Regions from separate parts of the Mus musculus genome. Here all the other regions are linked to region 3. A link is a contact called in public HiChIP or PLAC-seq and promoter capture Hi-C data. All regions are on one chromosome and are shown on one strand. Each heading gives the region's core, a stretch centred on a gene start, on an enhancer-like site or on the middle of the called end of the contact. The rest is flanking DNA. Distances are from core to core; before and after follow the strand shown.

Evidence for each region. Promoter capture Hi-C pulls out the DNA fragments that hold promoters and counts their contacts. HiChIP or PLAC-seq counts read pairs in DNA pulled down with a chosen protein or histone mark. Capture Hi-C pulls out chosen DNA fragments and counts their contacts.
Region 1: a promoter capture Hi-C map of pre-B cells shows a contact between it and region 3, with 3 times the contacts expected there. The contact joins the promoter of Ppp1r27 here to the promoter of Csnk1d in region 3. A contact is called at or near these places in 6 of 39 promoter capture datasets (cranial neural crest, embryonic stem cells, hippocampal neurons and 3 more), 1 of 484 Hi-C or Micro-C datasets (CD8 T cells), 4 of 115 datasets of contacts at active chromatin or transcription factors (embryonic stem cells, epiblast stem cells, large pre-B cells and 1 more) and 1 of 9 other capture datasets (adipose tissue).
Region 2: a contact with region 3 is called in a promoter capture Hi-C map of liver. The contact joins the promoter of Pcyt2 here to the promoter of Csnk1d in region 3. A contact is called at or near these places in 3 of 39 promoter capture datasets (frontonasal cranial neural crest, neural stem cells and neutrophils), 1 of 484 Hi-C or Micro-C datasets (CD8 T cells), 6 of 115 datasets of contacts at active chromatin or transcription factors (bone marrow-derived macrophages, embryonic stem cells, memory CD8 T cells and 3 more) and 3 of 9 other capture datasets (adipose tissue, liver and pancreatic islet).
Region 4: an H3K27ac HiChIP or PLAC-seq map of double positive thymocytes shows a contact between it and region 3, with 5 times the contacts expected there. The contact joins the enhancer-like site here to the promoter of Csnk1d in region 3. A contact is called at or near these places in 1 of 39 promoter capture datasets (pre-B cells) and 4 of 115 datasets of contacts at active chromatin or transcription factors (bone marrow-derived macrophages, double positive thymocytes, embryonic stem cells and 1 more).
Region 5: a contact with region 3 is called in an H3K4me3 HiChIP or PLAC-seq map of embryonic stem cells, with 12 read pairs. The contact joins the promoter of Gcgr here to the promoter of Csnk1d in region 3. A contact is called at or near these places in 1 of 484 Hi-C or Micro-C datasets (CD8 T cells), 5 of 115 datasets of contacts at active chromatin or transcription factors (embryonic stem cells, epiblast stem cells and pancreatic cancer cells) and 1 of 9 other capture datasets (liver).
Region 6: a promoter capture Hi-C map of pre-B cells shows a contact between it and region 3, with 2.3 times the contacts expected there. The contact joins the promoter of Fn3krp here to the promoter of Csnk1d in region 3. A contact is called at or near these places in 4 of 39 promoter capture datasets (embryonic stem cells, fetal liver, hippocampal neurons and 1 more), 2 of 484 Hi-C or Micro-C datasets (embryonic stem cells and liver) and 2 of 115 datasets of contacts at active chromatin or transcription factors (bone marrow-derived macrophages and embryonic stem cells).
Region 7: a promoter capture Hi-C map of neutrophils shows a contact between it and region 3, with 4 times the contacts expected there. The contact joins the promoter of Mrpl12 here to the promoter of Csnk1d in region 3. A contact is called at or near these places in 8 of 39 promoter capture datasets (the C10 cell line, cranial neural crest, embryonic stem cells and 4 more), 2 of 484 Hi-C or Micro-C datasets (CD8 T cells and embryonic stem cells), 5 of 115 datasets of contacts at active chromatin or transcription factors (double positive thymocytes, embryonic stem cells, memory CD8 T cells and 1 more) and 1 of 9 other capture datasets (embryonic stem cells).

Annotation. Positions count from the first base shown.
Region 1 is chr11:120,549,595-120,553,548 of GRCm38.p6, forward strand. It overlaps Ppp1r27 (protein phosphatase 1, regulatory subunit 27), which reads right to left and starts at 1,538. Exons shown (of 3, transcript NM_026814.3): 1 at 1,270-1,538; 2 at 1,018-1,168; 3 at 381-735. The coding sequence starts at 1,459. The coding sequence ends at 612. Mcrip1 (MAPK regulated corepressor interacting protein 1) reads right to left here and starts at 133. Exons shown (of 5, transcript NM_001033231.4): 1 at 63-133.
Region 2 is chr11:120,615,627-120,619,720 of GRCm38.p6, forward strand. Pcyt2 (phosphate cytidylyltransferase 2, ethanolamine) reads right to left here and starts at 2,319. Exons shown (of 14, transcript NM_024229.3): 1 at 2,138-2,319; 2 at 223-311. The coding sequence starts at 2,226. Sirt7 (sirtuin 7) reads right to left here. Exons shown (of 10, transcript NM_153056.3): 10 at 2,745-3,423. The coding sequence ends at 3,222.
Region 3 is chr11:120,989,728-120,993,748 of GRCm38.p6, forward strand. Csnk1d (casein kinase 1, delta) reads right to left here and starts at 1,606. Exons shown (of 10, transcript NM_027874.2): 1 at 1,208-1,606. The coding sequence starts at 1,283. It overlaps LOC115486436 (a long non-coding RNA gene), which reads left to right and starts at 1,637. Exons shown (of 2, transcript XR_003949839.1): 1 at 1,637-4,021.
Region 4 is chr11:120,507,684-120,511,555 of GRCm38.p6, forward strand. It overlaps Gm39490 (a long non-coding RNA gene), which reads left to right. Exons shown (of 2, transcript XR_880363.3): 1 at 1-265; 2 at 925-1,067. Among named protein-coding and RNA genes, the nearest start is that of Gm39490, 3.4 kb to the left of the region's middle. Within about 2 kb of position 2,433, at least 143 of the 459 cell types and tissues checked have an H3K27ac peak or open chromatin away from gene starts, as enhancers often do. A contact at or near this core is called in bone marrow-derived macrophages, double positive thymocytes and pre-B cells, where this site is marked.
Region 5 is chr11:120,528,370-120,531,978 of GRCm38.p6, forward strand. Gcgr (glucagon receptor) reads left to right here and starts at 2,358. Exons shown (of 14, transcript NM_008101.2): 1 at 2,358-2,464.
Region 6 is chr11:121,419,462-121,423,555 of GRCm38.p6, forward strand. It overlaps Fn3krp (fructosamine 3 kinase related protein), which reads left to right and starts at 1,912. Exons shown (of 6, transcript NM_181420.3): 1 at 1,912-2,142. The coding sequence starts at 2,002.
Region 7 is chr11:120,482,678-120,486,228 of GRCm38.p6, forward strand. It overlaps Mrpl12 (mitochondrial ribosomal protein L12), which reads left to right and starts at 1,960. Exons shown (of 5, transcript NM_027204.3): 1 at 1,960-2,091; 2 at 2,566-2,752; 3 at 2,979-3,065. The coding sequence starts at 2,015. It overlaps Hgs (HGF-regulated tyrosine kinase substrate), which reads left to right. Exons shown (of 22, transcript NM_008244.3): 20 at 67-186; 21 at 338-424; 22 at 712-1,307. The coding sequence ends at 822.

The DNA of each region.
Region 1 (3,954 bases), core at 288-2,787, 440 kb before region 3:
CAAGGTCCCACGGAGCCTGCAGCGCCCCGCCCCGCCGTGCCTCCGCGCCGCGCCTTCCTCACCTCGCCCTCCTCGCCGCCGCCGCTGCCGCCGCCGCCGCCGCTTCCAGTGGGCCGGCCGGAAGTGACGCGGCGCGCAGGCGCAAACGGCGCGGGCCACGTGATCGCTGGCGAACGGAGTGCGGCGAGGTCGGAGGCGCGCGAGGTCGTCCCGGAAACACGGGTGGGTGTCGGGGGAAGGGAGGGGTTGCCGGGCATCTCTGAACAAGAACATCGGCGCACCGGCCCCGGACACGCATTTCCCCGGCCCTGCGCTGCCAGCGAGCCCCCGCGTACCTGGCGATGGTTTTGTACTGGACTGCGCTAATCAAGTCATCATCACAGCTTGGGAATTATGTTTATTGAAAAAGTAAAAAGTATCACCATTAAAAAACAAACAAACCTGGAGAAAAAGCCAGGCCAGAGAAATGGGTATAGGGGCAAGAGGGTCGTTCCCCACAAGTCCTAACCAGCCTGGCTGCCTCACTGCACATCCAGTGGGCACTCTAGTCCTTGGGGCAAGGTGCTTGCCACTTCTCCAAGGAGGCGCAAGCCCCAAAGGGCTCTCCTGGCTCAGTCCATGCTGGTTCCTTTGAAGAGTTCCACCAAGTCTTTGAAGTCCGGGTCAATAAGGTCGGAGGGCAGATCGCCATCATCATTGGCTGCATCTCTGTCTGCCCCCAAAGAGATGAGATACCTGAGGTGTGAAGGGCAGGTGGTTAAAGCCTACTCAGCCCACTCCGGGGCCAAAAGGCTAGAATATTGGGGTCACCTGTTTGTTTTTTCCAGGCAGAGTGAGGAGGAAGAAACCTGACCCCTTGGAAGCTGTGGCCAGATTTTCCGGCTTGCTCTAATGTTGCAATCGGGTAGAAACTGCCAGAATCCCTGAGTTGATGCCTACATCCTCAGAGCCATATTTTGGGGGGGTCCACCTGGAGAGATTAGGATGAAACCTCTGAACCACATTCCATAGTCTCACCTGGCTATGTCAGGGTACCCATCACTGCAAGCGATGTGCAGTGGTGTCCAGCCTGTCTCATCCCGCTGGTGAATGTCAGCCCCGTATTTGACTAGCAACTTCACACACTCTAGGTTTCCAGAGAGCACAGCTTCATGCAGAGCAGCCAGTCCTGGGCAGGGTGGGAACACAGGGTCAAAGCTGTAACCCTCAGAAGAGGATCTCCCCTGCCTCCTTATGGACAGAAGGCCAGACTCTCAGTTATCTACTCACCTGAGGGATGGATAGTGTCTAGGGAGACTTTCCGAGCCCGGATAAAGCGTCCCACCTGCTCCAGGTCGCCTTGTCGAATGTGGTCCAAGAAGAGAACATCGTTAGGGAAGCGCACGCTCCGATCGGCCAACATCCGCCGCCTCCGCTGTCGGGGGCTGTAGCGAGCATAGCGGACCGTTCGGCTGGGCATCCTGGGATTGAGGTGGGCTATCTCTGTGGGTATGAGTGAGAAAGTGTCCCTACCAGACCAGATCTGTGTAAGCTCTCCTGCTCGACAGAACCTCGATTCCAGCTTATAAAGGGCTTGCGAGGCTATATAAAGCCACGCAGTCATGCTTGCAGACGCGAGGGGCTGAAACTGAGCTGCTCCGCGCTCCCTGAGCACAGGATCATGTTTAGTGGCTCATCTTTCAGCACACCTGTCACTATGTCCGGCCAAAGGGGTCAGATCCTTCCTGGCTACTACTCCCTCTCCGCAGCTGGACCTAGAAGGTGCCTTATAGAGGACAGAAGGACTAGGAGAGAGTCCATGAAGAAAGCTGTGGATGTGAGCTCAAGGGCATCAAGAGGGTCTAAGCTTAAAGGATGATGGATCACCTGTCTACCTACTGGGAGCTGAGCTCCCTCCCCATCTGAAGAGCACCAATCCATTGTCATTTAGGAGGTCACAGCCCTGTCCATTTCCCAATGTGTCACTCTCACCTCTCCAAGAGTAGATTCCCAAAACTGCCTTTAGGGTGCATCATACTGACATCTCAACTCTACAGACAGATCAACACTACTAGTCCTATGGGACTCACCCAGCACACACACATACTGCCTCTGTTTTCTGGACAGCCTATGGACTCATGTTGAAGATATCCAGTCTGATCCTAAGAGTCAGGGGATGGTTTCCATTATGGGTGAAGAAAGGGAAGGACCCCATACAAAGCTTCCTGCAGCTTCTTTGCCAGCTGTCTTGCTTTTACAACAGGTTCAACTGTGGTGTCAGGCGATGCTTGGCTTGGGGGTATGAGACTACCAGGTAGACAGAATGCAAGAACAGAGTTGGGCCAGAGGAGCCCAGAAGCTTGGCTGTGGAGCTACAGATAGCTCCCAACTCAACAGCTTCCCCTGCATCCCTGAATGCTAATGGTGGACTCTGCAGATTGGGTTAAGCCAGAACTTAAACCCTCATGGTTGCAGTGGCTGGCAGCCTCATACCAGGAAGGGCTCCTTCTGAGGTTCTGAGGGAGCCTTTGCACCAAGCTTACCAGAGTTTACCAGCCTCAGTCCTTGGTGTTCTTTGGCTTCTAAAAGTATCACACAATCCCTCCATTCATATCTAACGCTGCTGTCTACGCCTGTGTCCAAATCCTATGCCCCCACACATACACTTTTCTTTGTAACTCAGGCAAACTCCTGAGCATCCTGCCCTCAGTTACCACCTGCGAGTTTACGAGGGTGCACTACCACAGTCAGTTACCCCATTACTTTTTTTATTTCCCCCCACCCCCAGGGAAGGTAGTTGTTTTCCAGGTTGGCCAGTCCTGAACTCAGAATTCTCCCTCAGGCTCCTCAAAATTGTGCTAGAATTACAGGCCTGTGCTGTCACATCTGGCTCAGATAGCTCCTTACAAAGGCATAAATGTTCTTACAAAGATTTAGGGCACAGTGCACTACAATATGACCTTATCCTATTACCCAAACAGTCACATTGAAAAGTATCAAGAGCAGCCAGGCACAGTGTTGCACACCTTTATTTAATCCCAGCACTCAGAAAGCAGAGGCAGGCAGATCTCAGTTTGAGACCAGCCTGATCTAACAGAGTTCCAGGACAGGCAGGGCTGTTACACACACACACACACACACACACACACACACACACACACACACACACAACCTATCTCAAAACAACTGCAAAAAAAGTATTGAGAGCTAGGACATAAATTTGTGAGACTGGAGACAACCCACTCACTATACTGATGAGATTGCTAGGTGATCGTGAGAGGCCTGTGCCTGGACAGAGACTTGGCAGGCTGGCGAGCTGGGACAGCAGTGTGGTTAGCAGTGGGCCTTACATCACCTGGCTGCTTTCCAGCCATCGTCAAGCCAACATGTCACACACCCTGTAGGTGTAAAGCCGAGGTCCACTGGCTCCAAGACACACTGAATGAGAACGCCCTGCCTGTCAGGGGTGTCTCATCATAGTCTCAGTGTCAGGGGCTACTCCCTGAGCTGGAGTACCACAGAAACTTGAAGAGGCTCTGAGAGAACCTGCTGGGGATGGTTGTGTACCTCTGCATCTCTCCGGCACAGCCCCAACTCCTGGTTGCTTGGGAGGAGTCAGATACCATGTCTTCTAACTTACCTACCTTAAGTAAGGAAACAGAAGGTCCTGCGCTGTAGCCTGGTGACAGAGCTCCTCCCCCCCTTAGATGTGCCGATTGTCTTTTCTCATGTTGTGGAAAAGTTGTGTCTGTACTCCCAGCTCAGAGGATCAAATGAAAGTCTTCAGATGAAGGTGCTACCAACAGAATGGCAGGAAAGACCAGAAGAGCAGCCCTCTCCTCCCATCAGTGAGTGGCCTCCACTGAGATAAGGTCTGGGAACCGTCAGCATGTGAGGGCCTTGGCCATTTAGAGCACAGAGGTTCTTGAGTTTGGGGTTTCTGCGTGAGTCAGAGTCTAGACCCCAAAGTCTTCT
Region 2 (4,094 bases), core at 1,069-3,568, 370 kb before region 3:
CTCTTCTGTTTCAAGAACCGGGGTAGGGGCAGACAATACAGCTGTCCTGTGTTGCCACAGCTCTCTATAGCTGGTACCAGGCTATGTTACTCTCTAAGCTCCCTGAGTCACCACTGTGCTCTGGGGAAGGAAGCTGGAACCATTCTGCCCGCCCCTCTGCCCCACCCCATGCCCTGTAGGCTTAATCCATTGGACTGTCCGGCACATCGGGCCCCACCTTACCATCCGTATGCACACCCACGATGAGGTAGTCCCCCATGGCCCGTGCCTGCCGTAGCTGGTTGGAGTGGCCATAATGCACCATGTCATAGCTGTGAGGACAGACAGGAGACTGAGGGTCTTGTGTGGGATGCAGCACGGCTCCCTGAGAGGCCCCCACCAGGGCTCCTAGCCCAGATCCCGGTGTTGGGCTTACAGCAGAGAAGTCGGTTCTCAGTTGTCCATACCCTAAGTACTGGACCTAGGGCAGGACTGGGTGCCAGGTCTAGCAAGAGTGGCAAATTCAGGTACAAGGCCTGGCTGGTGAACTCCCAAGACAGCTGTTCACTGGCAGATGCTTAACCATTTCCCATGTCTTAGACTGCCTTTGCCCTGTTGGTGCCTCCTGCTATGGGCAGGCATTTCAAGCTGCTTCAGTTCTTTTTCTTTTTTTCTTTTTTTCTTTTTTTTTTTTTAAGACAATAAGGTCTCATGTAGCCCAGGCTGGCCTCAAACTCACTATAAAACCTAGGACGACCTTCAACTCTTGACCCTTTTTTTTCTGTCCTGGAACTTACTTTGTAAACCAGGCTGACCTTGAACTCAGAAATCTGCCTGCCTCTGCCTCCCAAATTCTGGGATTAAAGGTGTATACCACCACGCCCGGCGACTTTCAGCTCTCAACCCTTCTGACTCCATCTGCTGAGATTCCCACCCAAAGCCAACTGTTGGGTGCTACAAAACAAATGTAGGACCTTGTGCATGCTGGGCCAGCATAATACCAGCTGAGCTAGCTACACTCCCAGCCCGCAAGATACAAGAGATTATCTAGGATTTGAATATGGAACCTCCTGCACCCTAAACAAGAATAGTCCCCCTGGATCAACAAGCCACACTCAAGCTTGGAAACAAGAGATCAGTCCTGCATTGGGAGCAGATACTTCCACCCTGACACAAGTGGACAGTTCCCCACCCCCAGGGCTGGCTTAGCTCTCTGAGAGAACAAGTGCCTGTCACCTGCTTTTATCCTCAAATCTAGGTCTGGCCACAAGTACTTTGTCAAGGTCAAGCTATGCAGAAGCCAGCAATATGCTGGACACTGAGGATATCCCAGTGGGATATCCCTGGGACCACCTGTATTCTTTGCCATGGGCCAGTGCTGGGCCATAGGTTCTGCTCTGCTTCCTCTAGAGCCCTAGTGGGCTATCATCATGTCAACACCACAGTGCACGGGGTGGGAGGTGGGACATGATAACGGGCAAATTCCAGGACAGCCCTTGTGCCCACTAGACAGGCAGGGCTAGATCAAAGGTCAGAGTCTGCATCTGGGCTTGTGGCACCATGGTGGGGCCAAGGTCATAGTCCACTGACACGAAGTCAAAGCTGGTGACTCAGGTGCAAAAGAACAGAAGGGGACTGAAGTTGTAATTCAGTGATGGAGCACTTGCCTGTACATATATAGCACACAAGGCTATGGTTCCCATCCTCAGCAACCAACCAAAGACAAACAAGAAACGCACAAAGTCTAGCCTATTCCGCCATGAATGCCCTGAGGAGCCCTGGTGACCATTCCGAATGCCTCTCATCCACCAGGGGTAGGCACGACGAAGGGCTGAAGATGGTAAGTTATAGAAAGGCCAACATCTTATCTCTTCGGCTTGTTGACAGCTCCAGGACTTTCTTGGAGACGTCACGGGCTGATTTGCCAGAGAAGCTCACAGCCTTCCAGCCCAGGTAATTTGGGTAAATGCCCAAGGCGAACAGACAGCCGCATTTCCGGTTTTCGGGGAGCGCACCGTCTGATGCACCCGTGTCTGTACGCTACACTCCTAAGTGACCGGAGGCCAGGTTGCCTCGTGCGGCCTCGGAAGACTCCGGTTCCGCCAACGGCCGGTGCGTGACGCCCAGGTGACCGCCCTCCCCTCGTCGCCCCACTCACCAGCCATCGCACCACACCCGCACGATGCGCTGATCTCCCGGACCCTTCAGCCCAGCAGCGCTGGCAGCCCCGTGCCCGTTCCGGATCATGGCACCGGAGGCCCCCCGCAAATCCTGGCGGCTCCCGCGACACACAGTACCGTCGCCCCGCCCTCGACGCTTGCGCGTGCTCACGCGGATCTCACCCGCTTGGCGCAGCCAATGGCGTGCGCCAACCAGGGCCCCGCCCCCAGCCGGGCCACACCCCCCTCCGCCCAGATCGAGCGGCCAATGGTCTGTGTTGCAGGTGCCCGGGCTTTGGCATTTGACTTCTCCACAGACGAACGGGGCAGGTTAGCACCACAACTGTGCGTGCAGCTCACCCCGTGCCTTAAGCATTCTTAGGAGCCGGGCAGTGGTGGCGACCCCTTTAATCCCAGCACTTGGGAGGCAGAGGCAGGAGGATCTCATGAGTTCCAGGACAGCCAGGGCTACACACGGAAACCCTGTTTCAAAAAAACCAACCAACCAAAAGCATTTTCAGGGGCTGGGTTCTTCAAAAGCGCCTCGATGCAGGCCCTCAGATGCAGGCACCTCGGTGGTGCGTGTGACAGTCATCGGGACACCAAAGCAATTGAGAGATGTTTAATAAGACTTGCTCAGACTGGAGGCTTAGTTAGATTCTCCCTGTGCCGCATACCCAATACAGAAAAAGGCTTCTATAAAGTGAACACTTGTACGTGATAAGGAGTAGAAAGAGGGAGGCCCTGAGACTAGCCTGGAGAGTGAGGTAAGGCAGTGGTGGACTCTCCTGCTGGCCAGGCCTGGGAAGGGCCGGAGCTCTTCTCACAGAGGCCTTGCTGCCACCTTTGTACAGGGGTGAACAGGAGGGAGGTGTCCTTGAAGATCAAGCCCATAGCGGGGCAGTCACAGCAGTGCAAGAGAGCCTTTCCACAAGGACAAATGGCTAAAGACGACCGTCACCGCGAAGCCGGCACCCACTAGAGCCGGAGGGGGCACTCTCGCCTTCACGGCGACACGGGCGGAGCCCCTGAACAAGGGTCAAGCCATCTGCAAAGTGCCAACTGTTCTTTGTCAACTCCGGGCTATGCCACTTTCTTCCTTTTTGCACGCTTGGCACAACCCCTGCCAAACCAGCCTCCTAGGATAGGGGGAGCTGAGGCAAGGGGGTCACTCTGGTCCCCAGGTGGGGCTTCTTCTCTGCTTCTGCATAGTGACTTCCTACTGTGGCTGCCTTCTTCACCAGCACGGAGGGGGGTCGCCAAGGAGAAGATTGGATCCTGCCACCTAACAGAAAGAAAAGCAGCATCAGGCAGGTCTGAAAACCCCTCGAATCGCAACCCTCCCAGGCACAGGAAAGCTGTCTGAGGCCACCTGCCATCCCACCTATGTCTTAATCTGGGCTTTGGCTGGAAGCAGCGTCAGTGACACCAAGCTGCAGGGGACACCAAGCTGCAGGGGAAAGTCTTCAGGGCAGCAGCAGCCCTCGCTCGACAGCCTCTTCTGTCTCACCCACTGTTGGTGGGAGCTGCACACATAGGAAGGGGTAGTGCTAGCCACAGGATGGCCTCACCTCCAAGGATAACTTGCTAGCAACTCTGGGCCCCGTCTCTCACTTGTATGGATAGGGGCAGATGGACCAGACCCTTTTCCCTTTCCCAGACTGCGTGACAGGGATGGGGGCGGGAAGAGGCCGGTTGACTGGGGAGGTGTGGCCTACAGACTACACCATGAAGAAATCATGTGTCTGATTGAAATGTAGAACCACATATTATAAACGTAAGATAAAAGTAAGCACTGATTAAAAAATGAGCTAAGTTAATGTTAAAAAAAAAAAAAACAACAACAACAACCAATAACAACATCAACAATGTGGCACAGGAGAGGCCCACGTCACAGAACACCACAAACATAACATACAAGAATTGCCAGGCCCAGAGGTGAAGGGATCCTTAATT
Region 3 (4,021 bases), core at 356-2,855:
GCCAAACAAATGCAGGGATGGGCTACTGCTCAACAGAATATGGTTACCTCTAACAGGAAGTTCACCACCAGAAGGCTCCAAGTTCTCAAGGGGCTTTGGAATAACATAATTCTACTAAGAAATGCAGGGGGAAGTTTGTATTTAAAAATCCCCAACTATCAGGTTTAAGCAACCCTAAGCAACCCTCATGTCTACCTTGAGAATTCTGAGAGCCATCATGAGAACTTCCTTCCACACCACTTCTCTCCCCTCTGTTCTGCCTACATCTCGACATTGAATGCATCTGCATTCATCAAAACTTCATTCCTGTTGATTTCCGGGTGTCCAGTAGTCAACTTAGATGCTCAACATATCCTCAAGACCCCAACCAAACCAAGGCCTTTCAGGCCAGGCACAGGGAACATTTTCAGTCCTGATTTGGAGGAGAGTGGCAGCCAGGAGGCTATGGGTGATCCCTTTAGCGGGTCAGCTAAGTGGAGATGCCATTGTGGAAAAGAGCAGGCCCAGACTGCTCCAAGAACCCTCAGAAATCAGCCGGTCGTTTCCCCCATTTCTGACCGGGACACTCCCCACCTCCACACTACATCTGGCTTATTTTGACATTTCTCCCCCACACATGAAAACATCCAGGACGCCACTGCAGAGCTGAGGAACAGCACCAGACCCTTGGCGGAGCAGAGCATGGCCTTTGTTTACTGCGGTGACCTTAGGTGGGGGAGGATGCTGACGCCCGGCCCAGGCCCTGCCCCCTCCGGGCCCCACCCCCAGCCTGCTGCCCTCCCCTGCCCCGCTCTCCCCTCCCCCTCCCCGCTGTCCCCCCCCGGCCCCCGCCCCCAGTCCTTTTCCCACGCCCTCTGACACCCCACCACCGAGGCCCGCTGGCCCCCGCCTCTAGGCCTCCTTCTTCCTCTCCCGGGTCCCCGACCATCCCCAGACACGCTCCGAGCTCTGCCCCCCGGCCTGCAGTCCCCAAGACCGGCCTGTCCTTCCAGCCCTTCCCCGCACCCCACCCCGACCCGCCGCGCCGCGCCCAGCCCCCCGGCCGCGCTCGCACAGCGGCCGTTGGTGTCTGGCCGAGGCCGGTGCCCGGGCCCTCGGCTGCGGGGATGCCGAACGTCCACTCCGGCCCTCCGCAGGCCTCGGCCTGCCGGGGACCCCGCCCGCCGATCCGCAAGGCCCCCGGGCGCTCGATGGCGCCGGGCCTCACCGAGATAGATGTCTCCGAAGGAGCCGCTGCCGATCTTGCGGCCCAGTCGGTACCTGTTCCCGACCCTCAGCTCCATGGCAGCGGTGCGGCTCGCTACTGCCCGCCCGGCCGCTTCCTGGGTCTGCGCTCCGGGAGGCGGCGCCGCTGCTGCCGCTACTGCGGGTCCGGTCCGACTCCGCCCCCCTCACGGCCCCGCTTTCACCATCGCTTTCCGGTCGCCCCGTCGCTCTCAGCGCCTCAATACGGGGCGGATGGGACAGTCCGAGCGCCGCCGCCGCTGCTCCGGCCCTTGCCGGCCCCGCTCGCCCTCTCCCCGCCGCGGATGGACTCGGATCTTCCGGGCCTAAATCCCCCTTCAGCTGCCTAAAGGAGCCGCCGCCATCGCGCTGTGACGTCACTTCCCCTAGCAACCCAAGGGGGCGGGGCCACCGTGCTCGGGGGCGGGGCTTGGCTACTTGATGGATTGCGCAGTCGCAACCAGGCCTGTTTCTCTGTCCCAGTGTCCACCGTTCCCGCAGGATGACTCCAGCTGGTCTCTTTGGTCTTCCCATTTGTCTCCAATAGAAGTCCGAGGAAGCTAAGCCATGTGTGGTAAGAAATGCCTGTAGTTCCAGCCCTTGGGAGTTCGAGACCAGCCTGGGCTATAGCGACCCTGCCCCTAAACAGGCAGAGAGAAGCCGAATAGCAGTTCCTTTTGTAGACCCCGGGAAAGGCCCTTTACAGATAGGGGAAAAGGGCAGAGAGGGCGGTCCAGGCCTAGCTCTGAGATCACAGGTAGACAGTTAGCTTTTGTAGGAATCACCAGTTGTGGGCTTTGAATGGTGCAAAACGTGCCTGCTGCTGCCTGCCAGCTTCTTGCACACAAGGGTGGAAGAAAAGAGGTCTTCCTGGGACCCACTGTGGGCAGGAAGGTCAGTGTTGAGTTCACTGAGGGTGTAGAGGGTATGTCTCAGACTCTGATCGCTCTCCAGGGCTGTCTGCCTGGAGAGAGAGTCAACATTTTTATCTGGTCTGCATTGGATCTGCATGTTCCCCTGGCAAACACAAACATGAATTCTGAAGTTCAGGCTGACGGCCAGCTTCCAAGACTTGGCTGTCCATTCTGACCACTGAGGAGGGACTCTGGAGGAGCTACCACACAGGAGGTGCCCCCTAACCAGGAGGGGACAACCTTCCAAATAGATGCTTTTCTAGGCCCACTCTCACCCAGCCAGAAACACGAGAGTCACAGATGAGTGTAATGCTTCTATTTGGTCAGCTAGCACCCGTAGCATCTGCACAGGGTATCACGCTGCATGACAACTCAGCAGCCCTGCAGAAGCACGTGGAGCTGACATGTCTTCTAGTCTCCCAGCTCCACCACCCTTCCTTTTGGTGGTCCTGCAGTGCCTGCCTGCACACAGTTGGCAGTCAGGTTGGGGAGCATTACACAGCCGGAGACAGAAGACACCACAAGGCAAACTGAAACCAGTGGTCACTGAGCGGCAGGTATGGGAACTGCCTAGCTTTTTAGTCCAGGAGTCAGAGCCAGATGCGGCCAAACTAGTAAAAATAATCTTACTGACAGAATTCAAGTATAATTTTTTTTCTGTTGATGAACAATACCTAACTTCATCTGAGAAGCCCCTATATTGAACTGAAAACAGCAAACCTGGTATCTGGCCTAACCTCTCTCTTACCAACCTCGGGCCTGATCTTTGCCTAGCGGTCTTCCCTCTGGGAGCACCTGCTCTGTCTGGAATAGAGAGCCGAGGGTGTGAGCTGCTGCGTGCCTAGGGCTCTGCACACCCTTCTTATTACTTGTATACAGGACAGTCAGCTGATAAAGTGACCAAAGTTCTTGCTGCGTTTTACTTACTCGATGGTCAGAAGGAGGCAGTGCACGGAAGAGGCCCCAGGCAGGATCAATGCTCTGGGTTTTGAAGGTCATTTGCAAGTGTCCTGTGCTGGGGTTCTTGGCTTCTCATCACAGTCCCTTGCTGCAGAATGTGTGTGCCAAAGCCATCGCCATCCCCTGGGCATGCCGGGCAGAGATTGCACTGACTGAGATCATGGTGGCTCTTCACCACGGGCACCTCTGAAGTTTAGGTTCTTTCTATACTTACACAATCTACCCTCTCACAACGCTGCTAGTAATTTGAACACTCTTGAGAGGGGGCCAAGTGTTAGGCCTGTAGACCCTTCTCCTGCAGTAACAATGCCCACGCAAAGGCCTACACAGGTGCTTTAGCAAACATGCTGTGTTCTGCTGGAAATAGCCTTGTTAGCTTTCTGGTTCACGGTGACCCTAAGCGATACCCACACTAAGTACTCAGTAACATCAGCTTCACAAATGACTCCTGTGATCAGATGTCCAGCCCAGTGTGGAGCATGAGGCCAGGCCAGCCAAAGCAAGACAACAAGGTATAAATATACTGCCTTGAGGGCCTGGGGCAGCTTCTGTGGGGTACTGGCTATCCCCCTCTTGTCCTCACTTCCCAACAAAGGTGCTGATTTAGGCTCTCCCTCAAAACTCATACCTGAACTCCCTGTGTATGTTGTAGACTGGACACCCCTGCCCAACTAACGTGTATTCTAACCACAAACCCCAACAGAAGCCTAGTCTCAGGAAGGTTTGAGTAGCCCTTGTTGGAGCTGGGGTGCTAGGCAACTTTCCAGGTGCCCCCAACAATTTGGAGTATAGATTCCATCATAGCTTTGCTGGGCACAGCTGTATCTCTGCCCACTGGGCTTCACTGTGAGGGTCGTATGTGTCTGCAGATTCCCCCCCACCCCCCAATGCTTGTAGTAAGTGTGAGCTTCCAGATTCATACA
Region 4 (3,872 bases), core at 1,183-3,682, 480 kb before region 3:
CCGGCCCCAGCCCTCGCCGGTGTCCCTGCCGGCAAGGAGCACGAGAGGACTGTACAGAAGATGACGAATTCTTTCACTTGTGTTGCCATGGGGTTGTAATTCTTTTCAAAGATGTGATCTGACAAGGGAACCTGTTTCACAACAGAACAAACAAAAAAGCCAGCTCCTCCCCTCCTTTCTTTGTATAAATATAAACTCCTTGACCATTCCAGGGTGTGGCTGCGGATGGAATGCTTTTACTGTAGATATGAAGGGCTATACAGCTGTAGGTATTTGGTAGGCAGACAGGGAAGGGGGAGGGAGGGAGGGAGAGAAGAGAGAGAGAGGGAGGGGCCAAGAGAGAAACTAATAAAGAGTAGGATCTTGATACCTCATGATAAGGAAATGATAAGGAAGTGAGGAGCCGGGGAGGGAAGCCCACGAGCTGAGGAAATTCAGAGTAGGGGCGGGTTGGGAGGAGCTGAGAAGGGCCAGGATACCAGCATGGGTTCTGTAACAGGTACTTGGGAATCTGAGCGAGCCTGGTGAACAGCATAGACTTTGGTAATGTGCACCACAGCCAGCCAGCCATTCTTCCTGAGCTTCTTTTGGACCTCTTTGGGTCTCTCCTATGCATTCCTTACTAACCTGAAGCACACAACCTAGACCAAGCTGACCTCGAACTAACAGAGTCCACCTACCTCTTCCTCCCAAGTACTGGGATGCAAGGCCATGTGCCTGCCACTAAGTTTCTGGATGTGTCAGGTGATACAGACTCACGTGACTAAGATGGACAGGCTCTTGTGGTGTTCTGCTGAGGCATGATCCGTGGGTGTGTGTGTGTGTATTTGGAGAGGGTATGAAAAGGACTCAATGGACAGTGATGGTGTGCTTGCATAGCTAGCTTTACAAAGCTTTGTCTTTGCCGTTCTTCCTTTCATGGAGAGGCACAGCGGAGAACTTCTCCTGGAATCCCGGCTGCTCCTGTAGCTCCCACTGACTCATGCCGATTCAGCAGCGGAGGACTGGTGGTTTCTGCTAGATCCTGCCCTTGCCGCTGATTCATGTTTGCTATCCTGATGCTACTGAACTGGACTGCTGATATCCTGACAAACAGAGATGGAGTCACCCTAAGGAACTACTTCTAAACAGCTCCACAACCCCTTGTCCTATCTTTTCTCCCCTGCCTTTGGATGGTGGGCTAGAATTGAGGTCAAAGCATGCTTATTAAAAGTAGGTTTAAAAAAATCAAAGCCTACATGCTGTAAGTGTCCATTTTGGCATTTTGGTTCCTTTAAAAAAAACCCACAGAAATATTGTAAGAATGTGTTTTTGGGGGGCTGGAGAGATGGCTCAGTGGTTAAGAGCACTGACTGCTCTTCCAGAAGTCCTGAGTTCAAATCCCAGCAACCATAAGGTGGCTCACAACCATCTGTAATAAGATCTGATGCCCTCTTCTGGTGTGTCTGAAGACAGCTACAGTGTACTTATATATAATAAATAAATCTTTAAAAAAAAAAAAAAGAATGTGTTTTTGTTTTAATCTCAGGTGCGAGGATGGGGCTGCCTCGCAGCAACTGCCTGTGATTTGCCTCGTGCTCTAGCAGGGGTGTGATTTTGTCAGCCGCAGACAGTTTCTGCAGTTATGTGGTGTTTGGAATTCTGGGGCGTTTTGAGAGGTATATCTATGCTAGGGCCCTGAGAGGTGGGGTTGTTGATGTTGTGAGTTGGTGGTTGGTTCCTGTTGGTAGAGGTTTGCTAAGTAGACATGCCTAGAGAATAAACAAGAAGAGATTAGATATCCTGATGGCAAGGATTAAATTTACCCCCAAGGAGCCTGACACCCCTAATTAGCAGGAAATCTAATGATAAAGTCCCTTTTCCTCTATATCCTTTTTTCTCTCCTATCCAGTATTAGGGGGTTGAAAGGGTGGAAAGGGTAGAAGAAACAAGAACCAACAAAGTAGCCAAAGTCAAGCTACAATGTGCCTCTTTGGCCTCTTCCTTTTGTTTGTATCTTAGCTTTACTTATTTTATATATACACAGGTGTTTCACCTGCAGGTGTCCATCTACTCTGCATGCTTGGTGCTGGTGGAGGCCAGAAGGGTCAAAGCCTCTGAGACTGGAGTTATAGCTGGTGTGAGCTGCCATGTGGGTGCTGGGAACTGAACCTTTGAAGGAGCAGCCAGCCACTGAGCCATCTCTCCAGTCCTCGGGTTCCCCTTTGATCTATGAGGCAGTCTCTGCGTTGTTCTCCCACATGGATGGGGATGGGATTCCTGCCTCAGGTGAAGAACTTCCATGGTAGAAAAAGTCCTTGTCTGGGGCTTTTGGGTCTTTGTTCCCTGGCTGCTCCCGTCTTGGTCCTTGGGAAGCCTCCACCCGGTGCTCTCTTGAGCTGACAGTTAACTCTGGCTCTGCCCTTCCTGCTTTCCAGCTACTGCTGACTCACACTTGCCCTGTCCCTCAGGTCTTTAGCTTTTCTCCTAGTCACCTCTGCTACCTTTGTTCCTCCCAGGTGACAAGCTGTGAATGGAAGCAACCAAAACTGCCCTTTGCTCTGTCACTTGAGGATGTCAGAGGTCAAACCTAGACAACCCTCAGCTCTTAGTTTCGTTTAGATTCTATCTGCAGGCAAGGACTTGTCAAATTAGACATCACGTTCTGTAGGCAGAAAAGAATGGGGAGGGAACTCGGGAAGGAAAGAGTGGCTGTAACAGGTTATGTCCCTGTAGAGAAGTTGGCGAGGACAACAGGAAAAAGCCACTTCCTTAACTAACACCGTAGCAGAGGATTAGGGCAGAGGGTATTCCTGCTGTCTGTTGTGGCCTGGAGCTAGGTGTGCTTCTTGCTGTAATCCTTAAACTGGAGGCCAAGGCAAAAGGATTAGGAACTTAATGCTCAGTAGTGAATTGGAAACCAGCCTGGGCTTACATTGAGAGACCAGTGGGGGGTGGGGGCGGGAAATGGGGGCCGCTGGGACATCTGGCGTGGGCTCCTGTCAGCCTGATGATATCTGGAGCATAGACACCACAACCAGAAGCAACGTGGGGTGGAAAGAGTTTATTTCAGCTGAAAACCCCCAGGTTACAGCGTGGAGAGTCAGGGAAGAAAGTGAAGGCAGGAACTGAAGCAGAGGCCCCAGAGCAACGTGTTTATCGGATTGCTCTACAGTTTGCTTTCTTTTCTACCCATCCTCCACCCCACCCCACCCCCGAGGAGGAACAAGGGAAGCTGGATCTTACGCGGGCAAGAGAGAGTGCACACTGAGAACAGAGAAAGCCGCGGGACAAACCGTCACAAAAACAAAACACAAACAAACCCCCAGAGACCAATGGCAAGCTGGGTAAGCAGACCCTCGCTGGACAAGCATGAAGAAAACCGCGATTGCTCTGGCCAGCAAAACTTGGAGGCTTAAAGGAAAAAAAGAAAGGAAGAAAGAAAGAAAAGAAAGAAAGAAAGAAAGAAAGAAAGAAAGAAAGAAAGAAAGAAAGAAAGAAAGAAAGAAAGAAAGAAAAATTAACCCCCAGGAAGCACCCCTGTGAGGAGGGCAAAAAGTAGTGCGCAGGGAGGCACGAGGCAGAATGACCGGAACACACCAGGCACGGACCAGTGAGTGGATCCGCATGCTTTCTTAACACCCCAGATGTCCAAGATGACACCTCCCACTGTGAGCTGTGCCCACCCACATCAAACATAATTTTTAAAATTGCCTGCAGCCAGGCAGTGGTGGCACACACCTTTAATCCCAGCACTTGGGAGACAGAGACAGGCAGATTTCTGAGTTCGAGGCCAGCCTGGTCTACAGAGTGAGTTCCAGGACAGCCAGGCTACAGAGAAACCCTGTCTCGAAAAAAACAAAAAACAAAAACAAAAAAATTGCCCGCAGACT
Region 5 (3,609 bases), core at 1,108-3,607, 460 kb before region 3:
TATGTGTTGGGGTGTGGTCTGTGCCTTCTATAGTGGCCAACTCCAATAGTCAACTCTCTTCTTCCACCGTGAGGGTTCCAAGGATCAAACTCAGTTTCTCCAGCTTGGCAGCAAGCACATTTGCCTGCTTTTTGGTGTGCGTGCAGGGATCCAAACTTAGGTCTCCATACGTACATAGAAAGCACTCTTAGTCACTGAGCCTTTCCCCAGCCCCCAAACTGGATTTCAGATGGCAGTCGCTGAGGGATCACCAACAGGTCCAGGAACCTGATGAGGTGTGAGCAGAGGCTTTAGGGAAGTAAGCAGAGAGCCCACCAGGGGCCGGCCACATTGCCCCCAGCCCTCCCATGCTCTCAAAGCTTCCTTGTTCTGCCGCCCTCTCCCCAGTCTGTCCACAAGAAAACAAGGTCGGGGGTAAGGTCCTTATGAAAGGAAAGACCTCCATCTTCCAGGGAATGCACCTTGAGGTGCAGGAAGCCCAGCTGAGCCACAGAACCTAGACAGAGGCAACTGCAGACCAGTGCCTGCTCCCACTCTGCCCTGGCCACCATAGGCTGAGCACCTCCAGCCCAGGGCCACACTGGTGCAGTTCCTGGCACCCCTCATCCCTAAGTCTCATTACCAGGTCACAGAGGGGCAGACCTTTGCTGTGGAGCACAATCCTCCAGCCTGTGCCCCAGGGAGATGAAGGAGGAGCTGTATCTATCCCTCAGCCTTGCACAAGCGGCCCCCACTGGGCGGCGGAAACAAACAGGTCTTTGCCTTCTAACCTTTGCCTTCTGGCCATTGCCTGGATCAAAACAGAAAAGGGCAGCTCCCTGTCAGGATTTCTGGTGGACTCTTCTGAAGATAGGGGCACAGAAGACAGAGCCCCGGGGAGTATCCCTGTCCCCAAATCCTGGCAGGGTCTTCCTGTGGATCTTATAGACATGTACAAAGCAGGGTCTGCCTACGAATCACTGGAGGGTGGGCCAGCTCACCGGTGAGGGAACCCACAGGTTGGGGCACAAGATCCAATGTCCCCTAAATAGACATGGAGTCCTGGAGAAGGACAACAACTGAACAAGGAACTGACCCAAGGCCCATGGGAGTTCTGAGGAAGGGCGGTGGGTGACAGAGAAGAAACCACATGTGTTCCAGATGAGAGAGACTGGTGCTGGACTGGATTCCCTAGAGGGGCCTCGGCTCTTTACTAGATGATCTGCAGGTATGAGGTGGAGGAGAGGACACAGACATAGGAGACTTGGGCCGCAGAGGACTGGTCTGGGGGCTGGAAATGGGGAGGGAGGTTGTGAGTACCCATTCTGAAAGCCACAGTTACAGGGAGAACTTTCTAGAAAGCAACATGACCCTCTTACAGGATGTGGAGAAGCCAGAGAAGTGGAAGCCCAAAAACACCCAAGGGAGTTTCTGATCCCGAGGTTACTGGGCAGGAGGGGAGATGAGGCAACAAAAGGTGGCTCAAGGGCTCAAATGGGGGGGCGGGCAGTGGAGAAAGTCCTCTCCAGGGCTGAGTCTAGGAGCGAAAGGCAGGCTTGTGGCTCAGAACCTTTGACTCCAGAAAAGGAGGTATCTAAAAAAGGTCTGTGCCGACTGAGAATATGGCCAAATTAGTGGATTGTCAAATGAGTGGTGTTGCTTGAGGGCTTATTGGACAGGAGTCCCTGAGGCCCACAGGGCATGTAACCTGGAAAGGGTTTAAGAGGCACTCTTAGCGGATCACCTTGTCTGAAATCTGCAGAGCGGCCCATGTATCCTGACCTCTCCCACCCATGGTGCATGTGTGGCAGCTGCAACCTTCCAGCCAGGAGCCAGATGTGGTTAAGTAAGGGACTTAGTCCTTCTAGAAAATCAAGACTGCAAACCTGAACGCAATGATGAGACCCCAGGACAGTGGACATTGAAAGAGAAAGGGGCGCGCTGAGTCACTTATTGTTCCCTTGGAGAACTCAGACCCATCAGGATTCGCACCTGCCAGGTCAGGATTCACCCGTGGAGGCTCTCTGAAGTCCAGGGTGCGCAAGGTTGGATCCTCAGGGTTACGGTACACCTGGTGAGGGTTCTCGGAAGGGACCCGTAGGGTCGGATCCAGGTCAGGGCCTGCTCCTGTGTGCCAGAGGGGAGGGAAAGGGAGAACGCGGGATGCAGACCTGCCAGGCAAGCTCAGCCCAGGAGATATACTCGGGGTTACACCGAGAGGGTCTGAGAGCTCGCTGCAGGTCCGCTGCACTAAGGCGCGGGCGCGGACCCTCATCTCTCCCCCTCCCCCGCGGGCCGCTCCCGCCCCCACCCCTCCCCCTTCGCCGCCGCCCAGCGTCGCCGCTGGAAAGTTTGCGAGCGGCTGGCGCGGAGCTGGCGCCGACCCCGATCACAGCGCGGCCGAGGCGAGCAGTCGCCGGCGCCCAGATCCGAGTACGCTCGAGGACCGCGAGGAGCGCAGCCCTAGCCCCGGCGACTGAGCACAGTGAGCACTAGGGTCGGGCCCCGAGGGGATGGTCTCAGGCTGTCTGTGGGGTGCTGGAGCACGAGCGTGACCTGGGCGCACAGAAGAGGGGAGCGGGGAGCTGGCCCTCGGGCCTGGACGTAAGCCAGCTGTCCCTGGGGTTTTGGGAGTCGCGGTTCTCGTCCCGGTCTAACACCTTATTCAAAACGGGAAATGTGTCCTACTGTCACGGTTAGGGCCACCTGATTCCCAACCGTCTCCTGCAGGTTAGGGGTCTCAACTTCTCCTTTCTATTTTCTGGGAGCGCAATCCAGGAAGGTGGGAGAGGGTGGGTGCAGACGTGGATCCTGCTGCCCCATTGAACGCCCAACACACTCCAGCTTCCAGCTTCTCACACTCCAAAGGCTCGCTCATCCCCTTCAGATGGATTCGCTTCCCCTTCCTATGTGTCCCTGATCTCCAGAACTTCCTAGCAGTGTCTCAGTCTTGCGGGTTAGATGTGTAGGCACCGTGCACTGAGGGTTTTTTTTCCCCTGCAAGCTCAGGTCATTGCTCCCCAGAGACCACCTTCCCACTTCAGACCCGCGAAGTTTTCTGTCGCAAACCGACTGATCCCTTACCTCTTAGCTCTCGCATCCTTCGAGGTTAGACCAGGCATATTTTGCTGTTCTTCTGTCTTGGAGACATAGAAGGGGGAATCTGAGCTCACCCGAGCCCGTGGGTATCTCCGCCCCTTTTCAGGGGAGGACTGGAGAACTAGGCTTTGTCACAGCCTGTGGCCCCTGATCCTGTCCCTGCCATAGGACTATGACCTGGTCTAGTTTCTCTGTTTTGACAAAAACACCCTTCCAGTTGATATCTCTGGGGATTCCTAAGATCAAAAACGTTGCTACTTTGGCTTCTAAGGAACCAAGAGGATCCCCCCCCCACCTTCCCTCGATGCCTCCCTTTGGCCACTGGGCCATCCATCTAACACCCTCCGCCACCTGCAGAGAAAATCGGTAACCACACTGCAAACACCCACGTGTCCTTTGTCCTGTTGGAGCTTGCTGGAAGCGGTGGTGGCATGGGACAATGCCAGTCCGAGTGGCTGGTGTGGTGGTGGCATGGGACAATGCCAGTCCGAGTGGCTGGTGTGCCAGATATGTGCTCTGAAGAAGGGGGAT
Region 6 (4,094 bases), core at 662-3,161, 430 kb after region 3:
TTTCTCCAGCAAAAATGTTGTAGCTCTGCTCCAGTGGGGGAAAATTTCCTCAAGACAAGTGTTACAGCTCTGCTCCACAAAATCACACTGCACAACAAACCTCATACGAGATATTTATTGGGAGGGAAAACCCAGGAGGGTGGCTGCCTCTGCTTGGATGAGAAGCAGCAGGGAGCAGAGCAGAACACAGGCTTTGTGAGGGGTTTCTTGGGGTGAAGGTGGGGAGCTTTCCAGATTGTCCTGGAGATTGGTGAAATTTTTGTGGCCTAAACTTGGGGCAAGTTTAGAGATTGGCGTGATTTCATGTTCAGGGATTGGTGTTTCTGTTTCTTGGCCCTGGATTTGGCTTGGAGTCAAGTCAGGGTCAAGGTGTTTTTCCCTTTGTCTCTGGTCCTTTTACTCTACGTTTGGGACAGGGAGGGCTGGAGAGGGTCTTTATAACCATTACAGCTAGCAGAATAAGGATAGACAGGCAGAGGCAAGAAGTCAGTTCTGGGTTTTGTTTTGTTTTGTTTTGTTTGTTTGTTTTTGAGACAGGGTTTCTCTGTGTAGCCCTGGTGTCCTGGAACTCACTCTGTAGACCAGGCTGGCTTTGAACTCAGAAATCCACCTGCCTCTGTCTCCCAAGTGCTGGGATTAAAGGCAAGTGTCACCACTGCCCGGTAGTGGCAGTTCTGTTTAATAAGACTAGGTGACTGGCGTTGGTTCAAACTTCAAGTCTGACCCAGTGTAGTTTATTTAGGCATATTTTAGTCGCAGCACAATTTAGTGAAAAATTTCCTGGTGATCAACTCAATCTTGTGTGCAAAATAAAACTTAAGGTGTGAGTATGTTGAAACTCTTTGTGACGTACATGTGACATTGTGAAAGCCAAAGTTATGTTTTAAGTTTTAATTACTATGCCTAAGCGATCCATGAAAAAAAAAAATGCATCTGACCTGTAAGCTCCTTGCCCAAGGACAGATACTTCTTGAAATGCTAAAGGCTATTATTTATGGAAAATAACAAGTCACGAGTTTTCACTTCTTTAAACAAGTTTATTTGGCCCATCTATACCAGATCTGCTTGCTCACACGTGGAAGGGAGGTATATGAGTAGGAAATACGTCAGAATGTATGCTTGCCACTGATTGGACCTGACTGGAAATGCGCTGAATTGTGTTTTTTGCTTTTTTAAGCCCCTGCAAAATCTGACTGGGGCCATTTCCCTGGGAACCTGGGCAAGGATCTGACCAAAGTACATCCACGTGGGCAGTACTTAAAGTATTAAAGCTTACATGAAATTTAATTTAATTTATGTGGTCTTATTCTTGACCAGTGGGATCAACATCTTAAAGATCGGTTCTGTAGATTGACAAACTCATGAGAAGGGTTTGGGAGAGGATCCCGTGTGGTCCAGCACACAGATTAGTACAAAGGTCCTGGGCAACTACATCTGCTCACAGGCTATGCATCCTTTCCTTCGAAGGAACAACTCTGCGTTACATTCCTGGTTCTACTAGTGCTTAACTTGTAGGCACAAGGACCTCCATACCTCCCACAGGAGGGCAGGCCTCCTGGCCAGGGAAATGGTCTCGCGGCCAGCACATCCCTGAGAAAGGATGCGTCATCCTCTGCAAAACCCTAAGGGCTCAGCTTCACCTCGCTGGCGGTTTCAGACAGAACCCGGAGCGGAGGGAGCAACCTCCGTCCTTCTACACAGCTGTCTGGGAATTGTTTTAAACAGGTTTGAATTGAGAGAGTTCAGCACACCAGAGCGGGGAGGCTGGGCGCTCCACCCACTTACCACCCGGCTCCTGCGCTCCAGCAGCCAGAGAAAACTTGGCAGCGGTCTCTCTGCCTCTCAACCAATCCTAACCAGTCAGGCCACGCCCCTCCCAAAGGTTTCCCCGCCCCTTCCTTCTTGTCACCCAATCCCGTCACTGGTCTGTGTCTACCCCGCCCCGCCCCTGTACCCGCTTCTGCTCCAGGCCTGAACTGGGTCGGCTGGGGAACTGCTCTCATGGAGACCCTGCTTAAGCGGGAGCTGGGCTGCAGCTCGGTCAAAGCTACGGGTCACTCGGGAGGCGGGTGCATTAGCCAGGGCCAGAGTTATGACACGGACAAAGGACGAGTGTTTGTGAAAGTGAACTCCAAGGCAGAGGTAGGGCCACCGGCGCTGGGTGAGGGTCGGGCTCGTTGACCCGAGGCTAAAATGGGGCGGTGGTTTGGGTCCGGGGTGTGTGAGATCCTGAGCTGACCCGGGTTGGGTAGCGCTAGAGACTCAGTCTTCAGCGACAGTCTCTGCCCGCTGTCCACAGCCCGGCGATTTCCCTTTGGCCTCCGGCTTCCCTGCCCTTGCCCGCTGTGCCCGCTAAGGCAACGGTGGCTATGCAGGTGCAGCGCGTGGTATTCAGAGATTGCTATGCCCGCTTCTTTGAGAAAGCCTTCACGTCTGGCTGGTTAGTTTTGAGAAACGCCAGAGTACTCGTGTTTATCTGGAGCTTATTTCAAAACTCAGATCAAAGATCTTAAAGGATCAAAATAACACACTCATCCCACCACGTTCTGTTTGAGAGTGAACTTTTTCTGAAGCGCCCAATGGAAGATAGGGTGAGAGCCCCAAGGCTTCAGTTGTGTTCCTGGTTGCTGCTGTCCCTTTGTCATTTTAAGCTGTTCACTCCAGGTTTTGTTTGGAAGGGACGTGGATGGCTTCTGTAGAACTTGGCAAAGTTTTTTTAAAGACGAAACTGAAGGTGTTTATCTTCTTGTTAAGCCCTACACACCCTCCACGTTAGAGTTGGTTTCTGTCACTAAGGCTGACTTCCAAACTCAACCCTTTTGTTTCTGTCTCTTGGAGTGCTGGGATTGCAGGTTCTAGCCACGAGCCTAGCTTTTTGCATTTGTGGTCATTTTTCTTTCAAGAAAGGAACCTGCCTCTCCCATGTGTGTTAACCTTTGGAATACCCTTATTTTCTCAGGACTTGCCTCAACCCCTGTCTTCAGCCATCAGTTTGCCCTCAGCCACAGTCTTCGTGGTCTCCTGCATGTTCTACAGCTGGGCCTCTCTGTTCTGGTTTTGCTTGTTTTTATATAGTAGCCTTTCTCTACAGCCCTCAGTATTTCCACTTTGATTTGTTTTTTCTTTGTGATGACAGGTTGAACCCAGAGCCATGCACATCCTAAGCAAGTATGATACATACCACTGAGCTGCATCTTCAAACTAGTGGTGTGTGTGTGTGTGTTTTCTGTTGTTTGGAGTTGAGTTCAGGCTCTTTTCTCTCTTTTTCTTTTTCTTGTCTTTTTTCTTTTTGGTTATTGTTTAATTTCTTGAAACAGGATCTCACTACGTAGCCCAGAATGGCCTTGAACTGACAGAGATGTGCCTACTTCCTTCGAGTTTACATTCTCTCTCGCAGGAAGTGGGGTTTGCTTGTTTTGAGGCAGTTTCCATCTGTATGTAGCCCAGGCTAGTCTGGAACTTACTATGGAATCCTCAGCCTCTCAAGTGGTAGGATTCCATATGTTAGCCAGCATGAACTGCCGAGTTCTTTTTTAAAAGATTTATTTATTTATTCAGTTTTAAAGACAATACGTATGTGTGTATATGTGGTGTAGGATGTGTGTGTGGTGCCCGTGGAGACCAGAGACATCAGAGCCTCCTGAAGTGGGAATCACAGGTGGTTATGACCTACCTGATGTGGGGGGTAGGAATTGAACTCGGAACCTCTGCAAGAGCAGTATGCACTTTTAACCACTAAACCATATCCAGCCCCACTGCTGGGTTATCTCCCATTCAAAGTCTATTTTCAATTTTTCAGTCTTCCTTTTCCATTTGGCCTTTTTTCTTGCTTGCGCTGGGATACATAGCATGAATTGTGCTGGAATACTGTCCATAAGATGAACATCTGCCAATTGTAATTATAACTTTGTGTTAGAAACATGACTCTTCCTTGCTCTACTTTCTCTGAGGTAAGAGAGACTCTAAGACTACCCGACTTCTCTTTTATGTGCTTTCTTATGCCTCGCTAGAATCTACCTGGTTGACTTTTCTTATTAGACTTTTTAAACTTATGTAATTGATTTTATCTCATTTTTAAGTTGTTTCCAGATTTT
Region 7 (3,551 bases), core at 710-3,209, 510 kb before region 3:
AGCATCTACACCCAGCCGTTGCCTGTTCCTCATCTTTTCCCTCACCTCACTGCCTTCCTTCCATAGAGCGTGGCTTCTCAGGCCCCACAGAGCCTCCCAGCCATCTCACAGCCTCCACAGACCAGCAACATAGGCTACATGGGGAGCCAGCCAATGTCCATGGGCTACCAGCCGTACAATATGCAGGTAAAGAGACCTAGTCTTTGCTAGGCACAGAGGGCTATCCCAGGCAGGCCCTCTCCTCCTTGCTCTCGCTTCTGCTTTCTTCCAGCCAGGAGGGTCTGTTTGTGTCTGGTCACAGATAACTCAGTGTCGGGCTCCATCTTACTTCCCACAGAATCTCATGACCGCCCTTCCCGGGCAGGATGCGTCTCTGCCAGCCCAGCAGCCCTACATCCCAGGGCAGCAGCCCCTGTACCAGCAGGTGAGCCGTCTCCCAGCGGCCTGCCCTTGGACTTCTGAGCTTCCTTTGATCCCTTGCACTGGGTGCATCAGGGGCTTTGCTCAGCAGACAGAATCATGACATGCCATTAAGTGCACGTATGTACACATGCGTCCATATTGCACAGGAGACAAGTTTACAAGAGATCACACGTGCCATTGCCATATTGGTAACAACCTGATCTACTATGTGCTAAGGTGAAGCTTGTTCTAAGCCGAAGGTTTTGTTTGTGAAGGGGGGTGATGAGCCTATCTGCTCTTTCTCTCCAGATGGCCCCCAGCACCGGCCCTCCCCAGCAGCAACCCCCTGTGGCCCAGCCAGCGCCTACACAGGGACCGCCAGCACAGGGCAGTGAGGCCCAGCTCATCTCCTTTGACTGACCTTGAGTCTGGCGCTCACCATGCAGAGTAACACTACAGTTCACCAGAAACCACTTATATGTCTAACTAGCCATTCCTCCCCTATTACTGCCCTGTAGTGTCCCTTCTGTGAGCAAGGGGTGGGCCTTCCCCCTTGGCCCTCTTCCCTGTCCTCGGTGGTCTGGCTCCTATCACTGGTTCCCTGCTTCAGTCCTGATGCCGTCTGACCTCCCCGGGACTGGGGCTCTGCAGGGCAAGTAGAACCTTCTCTGGAGAGTGCCCGGCTGTGTTGGGTGCCACAGGTGAATGCTGTGGGGATGCTTAGCCTGGCCCGGAGTCTGATGTGAACTAACTGTGTGGTGTCCAGGCCTGGCCCTGGTACCCAGAAGAACCATGTGGCTCCTGCACAGCAAGGGTAGAAGCTTTAGGTATCTCTGTCTCCCCTTCTCCTTGGATGTCATCTCTCAGTGCAGAGCAGTGAAAATAAAATGTATTTCAAAACTCTCATGATTGATTGTTCGGGCAGCAGGCTGGGTTGGACCAACAATTTAATAGTCTGCATCTGTTGTGGAGTGTGCTGGGTACTGGCTGAGAAACCGTGGACTTGCCAACAGTCTCCTTCCTGGTGGGGATTCTGCAGACTCATCTGGTGCAGGATACATCACCAGGCGGGTGAGGAAGGGTGCAAACGCGGGCTTTTGCAGCCCAACTGCCCTCAGGATTACCCACTGCTTAAGGTTTTAGCTCTCAATAGCTCACCCTGAAATATACGGTTCAACCTGACTTCTGTGAGGTCTCAAGTTTTGCTCTTTCCCTCCCCGCTAAGCGCCCGCCTTAGTGTGCACTCAAAGGAGGCGGTTCCGCCTAGTGAGCTCTTGGGAGGACTCCAGGCCCTTCCTTCTCCTAGGTTTAGAGTACTGGGCTCCTGAGGTTGCTAACCTCTTGGACCACTGAGTTGAATTCAAGGGGCTATGAGTTCCGTAGGTAAAGGGGTGGGGGCGCCTACTTATTCCCCTGGCGAGACAAAGGCGTGCGGAACACGACTGATGGAGAAAGCGCCAACCCAGTATTGTCTCCGCGCCTGCGCGTCGCACCGCCTAGTGCGTAATACCAGGAGCCAACCCGGGCTAGAGCGGCCCGGACAGCTCGCCTCCTCCCGGATAGAGCGTCGCTTCCGCTTAGAGCCGCGTGTGACCTTCCCGCTTGCGGAGCTATGCTGCCGGTGGCGGCTAGCCGCTGCCTGTGGGGGCCACGGCTTGGACTCCGGGGGGCAGCGCTTCGCCTTGCCAGGTAAAGCGGTGGTCTAGAGCGCCATTGCCGGGGCGGCGGGCAGGAAGTAGGTTCAGAGGGAAGGGGTGACGGGCGCATCGCCACCTTCCGCGGCCCAGCCTGCGGGGCGTGGAGAGGGCGGCTCGGCCTGGGCGACCTTGGGTGCAGGTACCTTTCGTCCCCAGCTTCCCGCCGCTGAGACCCATCGCCGTGGTCGGCAGCATAGCCCGAGCCCCGTGCTTTGGAAGGCTTGGTGCAGCACTGTGCACCCGCCAGGCTGATGTATTCCATTCAACCAGAAGCCTGCCGTTCTGGGCAGTATTGCAGACATAGTCGTGGGCTCCTGAGGCTCTATGGGAAATGTAGGAAAGCTTTTTCGGGTCCCTTAACCCCAGCTTGTGGAGCCTGGCCTCAGCGGTGGCAGACTGAGCACATGGATCTTGTACCCTTGAGTCTCCCGTTTTTTCTGATCTAACGGCTGTTTGCCTGGGGTAGGCAACAGATGCCCAGCGTCTGTGCAGCGCGGCAGTTGAGAAGCAGCAGCCACCGAAGGAGTGAAGCACTCGCCGGCGCACCTCTGGATAATGCTCCCAAAGAATACCCCCCCAAGATCCAGCAGCTGGTCCAAGACATTGCCAGCCTTACGCTCCTGGAGATCTCAGACCTCAACGAACTCCTGAAGGTATTAGGAGAGATCGGCACAGGCCAGGACTAAAGTCCCTGCCTTCTAGTTGTATTTTTACCAAACAAAGGTCAGAGGTCCCTGTCTCTTCTGGGGTGTTTTGGGAGTTTGGTAAATTATCAAATGTACTTTCCTAGGTGGTAGGGCCAAATAGGCTTGTACCTCCATTTGTACCTCCATTTAGGGTTTGATAAGCAGCCACTGAGACCTCTCCTTCATCCTACAGAAAACATTGAAGATCCAGGATGTCGGCCTTATGCCAATGGGTGGCATGGTGCCTGGTCCCGTCTCTGCTGCAGCACCGGCCTCTGAGGTGAGCCTAGGCCACAGGAAGACCCAGTTCTGTGTGCCCAGTTAACTGCCCGACTCAATAACTTAGGTATTTCCCTGTTCCTCCTTGAGTCTGTAGCTGTAATCCCTGTGTTCTGCTGTGGGCTCCCTGCAATAGCTTTGGGAAATTTTCTGCCGAAGGCATTCGAGATCTTTACTAGTGCGTGCATGTGTGTGGGTGTGCATGAGCAGGGGGTGGTCAAAGGTCAGCTTTTGGGGGTTCTCCCCTTCCGCATGGGTTCTGGGGATCAGGACCTCGATTCTGTAAGCTAGCTTTCCTTCTGCCCTCTGAGCTACACTGGTGGGAAAAATGATCTGAAGAGAGGAAACGGTACGCCAAACAGTGCAGCAGTCTTGAGTATTATTAAAAGTAGGGAGGGCACAGAGATGTTGTGGGAGAGTGCCTGCCTCAAGTGCACTGCACCAATTTGGACAGGTAGGGAAGAGACTTGGAATTTCGAGGAAGGCC